2 separate regions of the Mus musculus genome follow, and region 1 is linked to region 2. The links are chromatin contacts, called in public promoter capture Hi-C maps. All regions are on one chromosome and are shown on one strand. Each heading gives the region's core, a stretch centred on a gene start, on an enhancer-like site or on the middle of the called end of the contact. The rest is flanking DNA. Distances are from core to core; before and after follow the strand shown. Region 1 holds the start of Pdap1 (PDGFA associated protein 1). Region 2 holds the start of Tmem248 (transmembrane protein 248).

The links. Promoter capture Hi-C pulls out the DNA fragments that hold promoters and counts their contacts.
Region 1: a promoter capture Hi-C map of pre-B cells shows a contact between it and region 2. The contact joins the promoter of Pdap1 here to the promoter of Tmem248 in region 2. A contact is called at or near these places in 2 of 39 promoter capture datasets (cranial neural crest and pre-B cells).

The regions. Positions count from the first base shown.
Region 1 is chr5:145,137,934-145,141,503 of GRCm38.p6, forward strand. Pdap1 (PDGFA associated protein 1) reads right to left here and starts at 2,092. Exons shown (of 6, transcript NM_001033313.4): 1 at 2,034-2,092. The coding sequence starts at 2,046. Bud31 (BUD31 homolog) reads left to right here and starts at 2,443. Exons shown (of 6, transcript NM_001310771.1): 1 at 2,443-2,509; 2 at 3,372-3,503.
Region 2 is chr5:130,220,245-130,224,096 of GRCm38.p6, forward strand. Tmem248 (transmembrane protein 248) reads left to right here and starts at 2,091. Exons shown (of 7, transcript NM_027854.1): 1 at 2,091-2,328. Gm6598 (a long non-coding RNA gene) reads right to left here and starts at 3,622. Exons shown (of 2, transcript XR_377119.4): 1 at 3,490-3,622; 2 at 1,474-1,784.

The sequences.
Region 1 (3,570 bases), core at 842-3,341, about 15 Mb after region 2:
CCCGACCTCTGTGGGCTCTGCACGCATGGTACACTTGTACACACATGGACAAAAAAACAAAACACACATACAAATCTCACATAAAACAACTAAACTGGCAAAATTAAAGATAGACTGACTCAACAGCAGTCTAACACTGATCAGGACTGTCAGAGACAATTCAGCTACGAGGATCAGTGCCATACCCTCATGTGCTAGCCGGACGACTAGACCAATCCCTGCTAAAGCTAGTCTCACAGCTGGGTTGCAAGCCTTTGGCATCTCGATGCAGGTGTGACTGTGGCCTCTATTGCCAAACAGGCCCTTTCTTGATTTCTGCAGACCCCTTGCTATGAGTAGAGAATCTATGATTAGACAGCTAGAACTGTTGCAAGCTCCGGAGACCACTGCAGAGACACAGTGACTTCCTAGACAGCAGCTGCAGAGCTGTAATTGAGCTGCCAACAGCCTACACCGCCCATTTTTAATGACAACCTGAGTTCCCAGGGGTGTATCTAGGTATGCTCATGAAAGGCCTATTGTGAGATACCAAGCTTTACCATTAAAAACAAACAAAACAAAAAACCAACCAACCAACCAGCCAAACAAACAAAAAAAGCAACACCCTTTCGTGATCTTAGTTTGTTTGTTTTACTGAGGCTCTTTCAAGATGCTTTAAAAAAATAATTCACAGTATACTGAAAACAGAATTGGTCCTTTGCTCCTGGGGGATTTTTTAAAATAGTTTTTAATCACTGTTTTCTCATGTTAGCCCAAGCAAGGAAACAAGCTTTGTTTATCTGCCTGCAAAGCTTCCCAGAAATCAAGACTAAGTCCATTAGCCATGATTTCATATTCAAGACTGCCGAACTGTAATTCTCAACCTTGGAGTCAGGAGCTGAAAAAAGTTCCTTTGCCTTTTAAAGATGAGACTGTGAAACAAAGACAGTGCTCCTCTAGACGCAGGATAAATCAGCAGAGAACTAGATTTAGACACACTTGGCCCTGTAGAGCCTAATATCTGAATATTGACAGGAAGCAATTTAAGCTTGAAAATCTCCAGGCAGATGTTCCTGTGGGCTCACTGCATTAACTGGCTTAACACGTGAGCTGCCAACATTTACTGAACATCTGTTCTGTGCTGGGAGCTAGCCAGGCCCTTAGAGCGATTTATTCTGCCACCGTAACTCCTGTCCGCCTGTCTCCTACTCATCCAACTAAGCCTTATTAATACCCCTGTAGTTCAGATGAAGAAAACGAACTGGAAAAGTTTTGTTTGAGGCCACAGACTTAAGATGTGATATATCTGGTATTCAAACCCCTGATTCTAAGGGGTGAAACCAATGTACGATGGGAAACACTTGTTTTCTTGGTCTCTACACACAGTAATAGCTGAACATTTAGGGGCTGCGGGGCACTGGGCTGAGTACGTGGGCTACCTAGTTTATGCCTCTCTCATAACAGGAGGAAAATATAATCAATGTCCCCCACCCCAACCCCCTTTTTGGAAACGACAAAACCGGGACACAAAGAAGTTAGGCGACTGGCTCAGAAGCACATCCTTAGTGGCTACGGTGCAAGGAGAGAATCAGAGCCAGGTCCCACATCATCAAGTCAAGGTCTTATTATGAGGCAGGCGTGGCTCCTCAAAAGCTCCACAAAAGCCACATTTTATGCTCGAGGCAGCCAGGCACCGCACCAGCGCGGGACGCGGTGACTCAGTCTCCGGCCAGCCAAATGGGAGGACAAACTTCAGATGCTCCGGAGGCTTGGCCGAGACTCCTGGGTCCTGCTCTCCTCAAGGACAAGGACCCAGCACCCGTGAGTCTCCTCAAAAATCCCCGACGGAGAGGCCCTCAACCACTGTGGTCCTCGGCTTCCCAGGCAGGACAATTGAGCGTCGAGGCCCACGCATGGCTGGGAGGCGACGGGGATGGCCTCCTTCAGCGCGGATCTCTTAGAGGCCCCAGACCCGCGGGCTGAGGGGTCCGCGGCAGCCCGCCTACGGCCGCCACTAGAGAAGCCACGCGAACCACGCGCGCCCACCCCCTCACCTCCTTTAGGCATCTCGGCTCCGGCGGCTGCAGCGGCGGCGGCGGCGCCTCGAACTGACACCGGAACCGGAAACTCCTTGGAATCGACTTCTTCCGCCCGGCTTGGTTCCCTCTCCGCGCGCCACTGACGCCGCCACCGCCGCCACGGCTGCGAGGATCTGGGACCTCACACCGAGGCCGGGCTGTCTTGGGAGGTGCCTGAATTCCTGACCAGAATATGTACTGCCAGGAATCCGCGTTCCCCGGTGTCCCTGTCCGAGGAGACACGTAGCCGTGTGGGCCACCCCTACAGGAAGTGAGAGGAAAAGGGCCGTACGGTTTACGGAATTCTACAAAGGCAGCGCCAGGGACACCTAAGATGACGCAATCTCCGCGCGAGGTGGGCGGGGCCCCGCGAGGGCCTTATTCTGAAGAGTTTGTCGCCGGAGCGGAAGCCGTCAATAAAGAAGCAGCGGCCTTAGGTGCTTGAGTTTCCGGTGAGTGTTTCTCTGCTCGGTTCTCGAGTACCGTATCTTTGGCAATGGTTACGGGCAGGAGAGCTGTGTGAGCTGCTTATGCGGCAGAGGCTGGAGTCTCCGATGACTTGCACAGGGGATGGTAAACTTGGGGCTCGCTCTTTCTCTCTCTGCGTGTGTGTTTTTTTCCCACGTCGTTTTCTCTTCCGGGACCGTTTTCTGTCTAAACACCGCTTTTTTTCTCAGATGCTGCTCTTGAGTTTTCTGCCACTGTCCCTTCCGTAACTTCGCTCTTGTTCACCCCTTTTCCCGCTCTTCTACGTCTGTAAACAGCCCAACACAACACCTCTTTCCTCCTGATCCGATCGCCTCTTCGTTTTACCTCTCCCCGGCCCCGAGAGCCTCTCGGGTTGAGTCCTCCTAGGTCAGGAGAAAGTGATTCTCTAATCAGGCTGTGCGCCCTGGGAAGGGCTCAGAGTCAATCTATCTTTTAACGTAAGCGCTGGAAAAACCAGAGCAAAGACCACTGATGGGGAAGTCAGGAGCCTCTAATCTGTTAGACTCACTGGTTGTCAGCAATGTGACCCTGAGTCCACGTCTTAAGAGTTTTATTCTTAATTTATTAAATTGTTAAGAAGGGGTGTGGGAATAGGGGATTGTAAAGTGTCAGTCACCATACAGTGGATGGGACTAAAGACAGTTTTGAGCAGATGAGTCTGTTATGCTGATAGGTTACTCTTTGCCAGCTAGAAAGCTTTATGCAATCGGAAGAAGAAGAAAACAGCGTTTCTATTTAGATTTTGACTGGCCTGCTTTGTTGTTCTAAAAAGAGAGATTTTTGGCGGCTATTTAACGTGTGTAATCTACTGCTTTTATTCTACAGATGAGACAGAAGACTGCAGAAGAAAAGTGATCTCCCCCAGAGTCACAGAATAGTTGGTAAATCTGGACAAGAACACAGCTTTGTAACTGTGAAGACCAAGAATTTTTTTTATATTACTCTCAATACCCAAAGGTATTGTGCATTCCTTCTTTCCTTCCTTCCTTCTTTCCTTTCTCTGTCTTTCTCTCTTGCCTTCTCT
Region 2 (3,852 bases), core at 841-3,340:
TTCCAAGCTTGTTATTTACCCCGTCTCCAGATTTCCTTGCAACCTGGGAGTTAGTGACAGTGACATAAACAGGCTACCAAAAATGAACAAGATGATGTCATCCCATTCTGATTTTTTTTTCCTCTCTCTTTTAAGCCATTTTTCTGTGGTCTATATTTATCTTAGTTACTGTTCTGTTGCTGTGGAGAGACACCAGGACCAGGAAATCTCTTATAAAAGAAGGTCTTTAATTGGGGGCTTGCTTACAGTTTCAGAGGGTCAGTTCATGATCACCATGGAGGGAAGCAGACAGGCAGGGTGCTGAGGCAGTAGCTGAGAGATTTACCTCTTGATCTATAGGCAGCAAGTAGGGAGAGACGAGAAGATAGTGGGCCTGGCAGGGACTTTTGAAACCTCAAAATCACTCCCAGTGACACAGCTCCTTCAACAAGGCCACACCTCCTAAATCCTTCCCAAACAGTTCCTCTAACTAGGGACCAAGCATTCAAGCATATGGGCCGATGGGGTCCATTTTCATTCAGTCCACTTCAATATTTGCTAGATTATAAGCACTAAATAAAAATAACAAGAACTGTTGTCAGTCAGCCCTTGTAAAGAGTACAGAAGACACTCTGTCTAAAAAAACCTCTCAGCAGCTTCTCCAGCCTCCTAGGTTTAAGGCCTTCCTTATCTGAGTTCTGCTTGATGTCATAGACATCGATTTGATCACGTTTTACTGTGTATTTCTGCCTTTCTACCTGCTCCTTGCACTTATTCAAAACCAAAAGCATAGCAGTGGTAGCTCATTGTCTGGAATGAGAGCACACACATGCTGTGCACACACAGACATACACATGCAGATGTCTTCTATACGATTTCCCTGGAACTATTTGGCTTTGAGGTTCTGGAGGAGACAAGCATCAGAGTTCCACTTACACATTCTATGGGAAGCCATCATCCATTCTGGGTGAGGACTTTCCAGTGTAGTTGCTTTGAGGTCACTCACCCTGCTGGCAGTAACCTCTTGCCTATGCTCTGTAAGTAAGCCAGATACATTTACTGGCATTCCAGGGGGAACTTTGGTTTGTCACCGAGACCTTAGGAAAAGGGGATAAACATCGCATAGTCTTTACCTAAGGAGAAAATTCTCACAAATGTTCTCATGTCTCATGGCACACCTTTAATCCCAGCACTTATGGATCTTTGAGTTTGAGACCAGCTTGGGTCACATAGTGAGTTTTAAGTCAGCCAGGGATGGATTGAAAGACCTTATCTCTTTTGTTTGTTGGTTGGTTTGGTTTTTTTTTTTTTTTTCAAGACAGGCTTTGTTTAGCCCCAGCTTCCTGGAACTCATTCTGCAGACCAGGCTGGCCTCAAATGCAAAGATCTATCTGCCTCTGACTCTTGAATGCTGGGATCAAAGGACAACCTTCCCACTGCCCAGCAACCGTGTCTTTAAAGAACAACAAAAAAAGTCAAGACCAGACAAATGGATAAGTGTAACTGATCTCCTGGGTTTTCAATAATCATGTACAAAGGTCAGTATTAATGTGGTTAGAGGAATTTAAAAAGGATAATATTTTGCTGCTTCTAAGGTCAGCTAGGTCCTTGGGGACTGAGACATGGCTTGAAATGAATTGTCCTGTTGTCCAGAAACGCGACAGATTCCCATCCAGTGGATCCTAGAGTCCCGTCTACAGAGAGGAGGGTGGTATTAGTGTGCTCAAACACCATGACTAAGGTAGTTGGCTCCTCATTGGGCTCCAGAGAGAACAGGAAGCCAGCTCTTGCCATCCACGAGACCCCTGTGTCAAAACAAAAAATTCCAACAAAAATAAACGAAAATCGTGTCCTCTTTACTATCTCACGCCATACACACCAAGACCTGCAGAAGCACTTCGGGACGGAACCGAGCAAGCTCACGGCAGTTCGCGAATGCGAGTGATAAATTTCAGGCAGCTCCGTGTATGCTTTTCCCATTTGCAAAACGAAGACAGTCTGCTTCTCCTCCTAACCCCGACCCCACCCGCCGCTCGCCCCGGAGCAATTCTGTCCCTTCCGCGCCGCCGTCGCGCGCGGGCGGGGTCAGAGGTCACGGCGGCGTTAGTGGTGACGTGGTTTTCTGCCTTCACCCGGAAAGCCCGGCGTTCGCAGCGCGCGGAGCCGGCGTCCCGTTGGCGCGCTCTGGCCTGGCTTCGGGTCGTCGCTTCGGCCCCGAGGAGCCGCTCGCTGTCTCCGGAGCGGCGGAGAGGATGGTGCGGGGCAGCCCGGGGCCCGCCGCGCGCCGCCGCGAGTGAACAGGGCCAGGCCGCGGGCGTCCGCGGGCTCGAGCCGCCAGTCTGCGGGGCGGTGAGTAGGAGACGGGGTCGTAATCGCGGGCGCATGGGCCGGGACCGGGGACCCTGAACCCGGGGCCCACGGCGTGCTGGGCGGATCGGTGCGCAGGCTCTCCCAGCCACCCCAGCTCCGTTCACTCCTCTATTAGCTGACCCGGTCCTGTTCCATCCTCCCGAGGCCTGCGGAGTCCTGCTCCCTCAGTCAAGGCTTGTATAGGTCGGCTGAATAAGGCTGCGTGGACCTACTAGCATCCTTTGCAAGTTTTAGAAAAAAAAATGATTGTTTTGGAAAATTATTTACATGATGTGTTTGTATTATCTTGTCTGCGCACGTGAGCGCAAATACCCACCGACTCCAGAAGAGGGCGTTGTGTCCTTAGACCCAGAGTTACACTCCATTGGTAGCTGCCTGATGATGGGGTTGCTGAGAACTTAACTCTGGTCCTCAGGAATAGCAGGTATTCTTAACCCCGTAGCCATCTTTCCAACTTCTCTGTGTGTGTGTGTGTGTGTGTGTGTGTGTGTGTGTGTGTGTGTGTGTGACAGAGAGAGAGAGAGAGAGAGAGAGAGAGAGAGAGTGAGAGTGAGAGAGTGAGTGTGAGTGTGTGTGTGTGTTCAGTTTTAGATTTGTGACTTGACTTTGGGTTGTCAAAAATGTATCCAAAAGAGGGTTTAATGCAGCCTTAACTGGCTAGGATTTCCCTATGTAGACAAGACCCACCTTCAACACCGATCTTCCCGATTCAGACTCCGTAGTTCAGAGATATAGGCGTGGGCCACACTGCCAAGGTTTCACAGTGTAATAACGGTATTGTTTTGGTTTTAATCTGAATCCTGGAGTCTGGGGTCTCCTGCAGCCTTAGATAGTCCAAACCCACGACTCAGTCGAGGCTGACCTTGATTCTCTTAGACTCCCTAGTGCTGCCGTTGGCAGGTGTGCACTGCCATGCCGGTTAAGCCCGGCTAAAACATAATTTTTTTTTTTTTTTAAAGACAGGTCCACTGTGTAGTTCAGGCTGGCCTCCAACTCTCTGTGTAGCTTGAAGTTGTGATCCTCCTGCCTCAGCCTCATATTGGGGTGTTGTTAGCTGTGTGGTACCAGGCCCTGTTCACAGAGTAGTGGTAGCCTGGTGGCAAGGCTAGTCAATACTGGGACAGGGGGGTGATTTCTTACCTGTCCCATAGTTGTATAATACAACAAATCACGGGAGGATTTCCACATACTGTAAGACACACAGCTTTAGTTCTGATGCAGAGAATCCAGAGCTGTGAGTTTAACATAATGGAAATAACCTGAAGCCATGTCACAGTTCTGGAACTCGTATTTTCCCAGGCTTCTGTCGTTGCCTTGTCTGAACATTCTCAGGAGCCCATGGTTTTAAAGCTTCGTGTTTCCTTTTGACCCTTCTTCCCTCTCTCATCTAGTGCTCTCCTCTTTACACACGAGCATTAGAGAAAACTGGGCCTGATTTGGGGGTGGGGTGGAGTGGTCGGGGATACAGAGCACAGTGCAAGGGTGGTGGACCTACAGGATGGT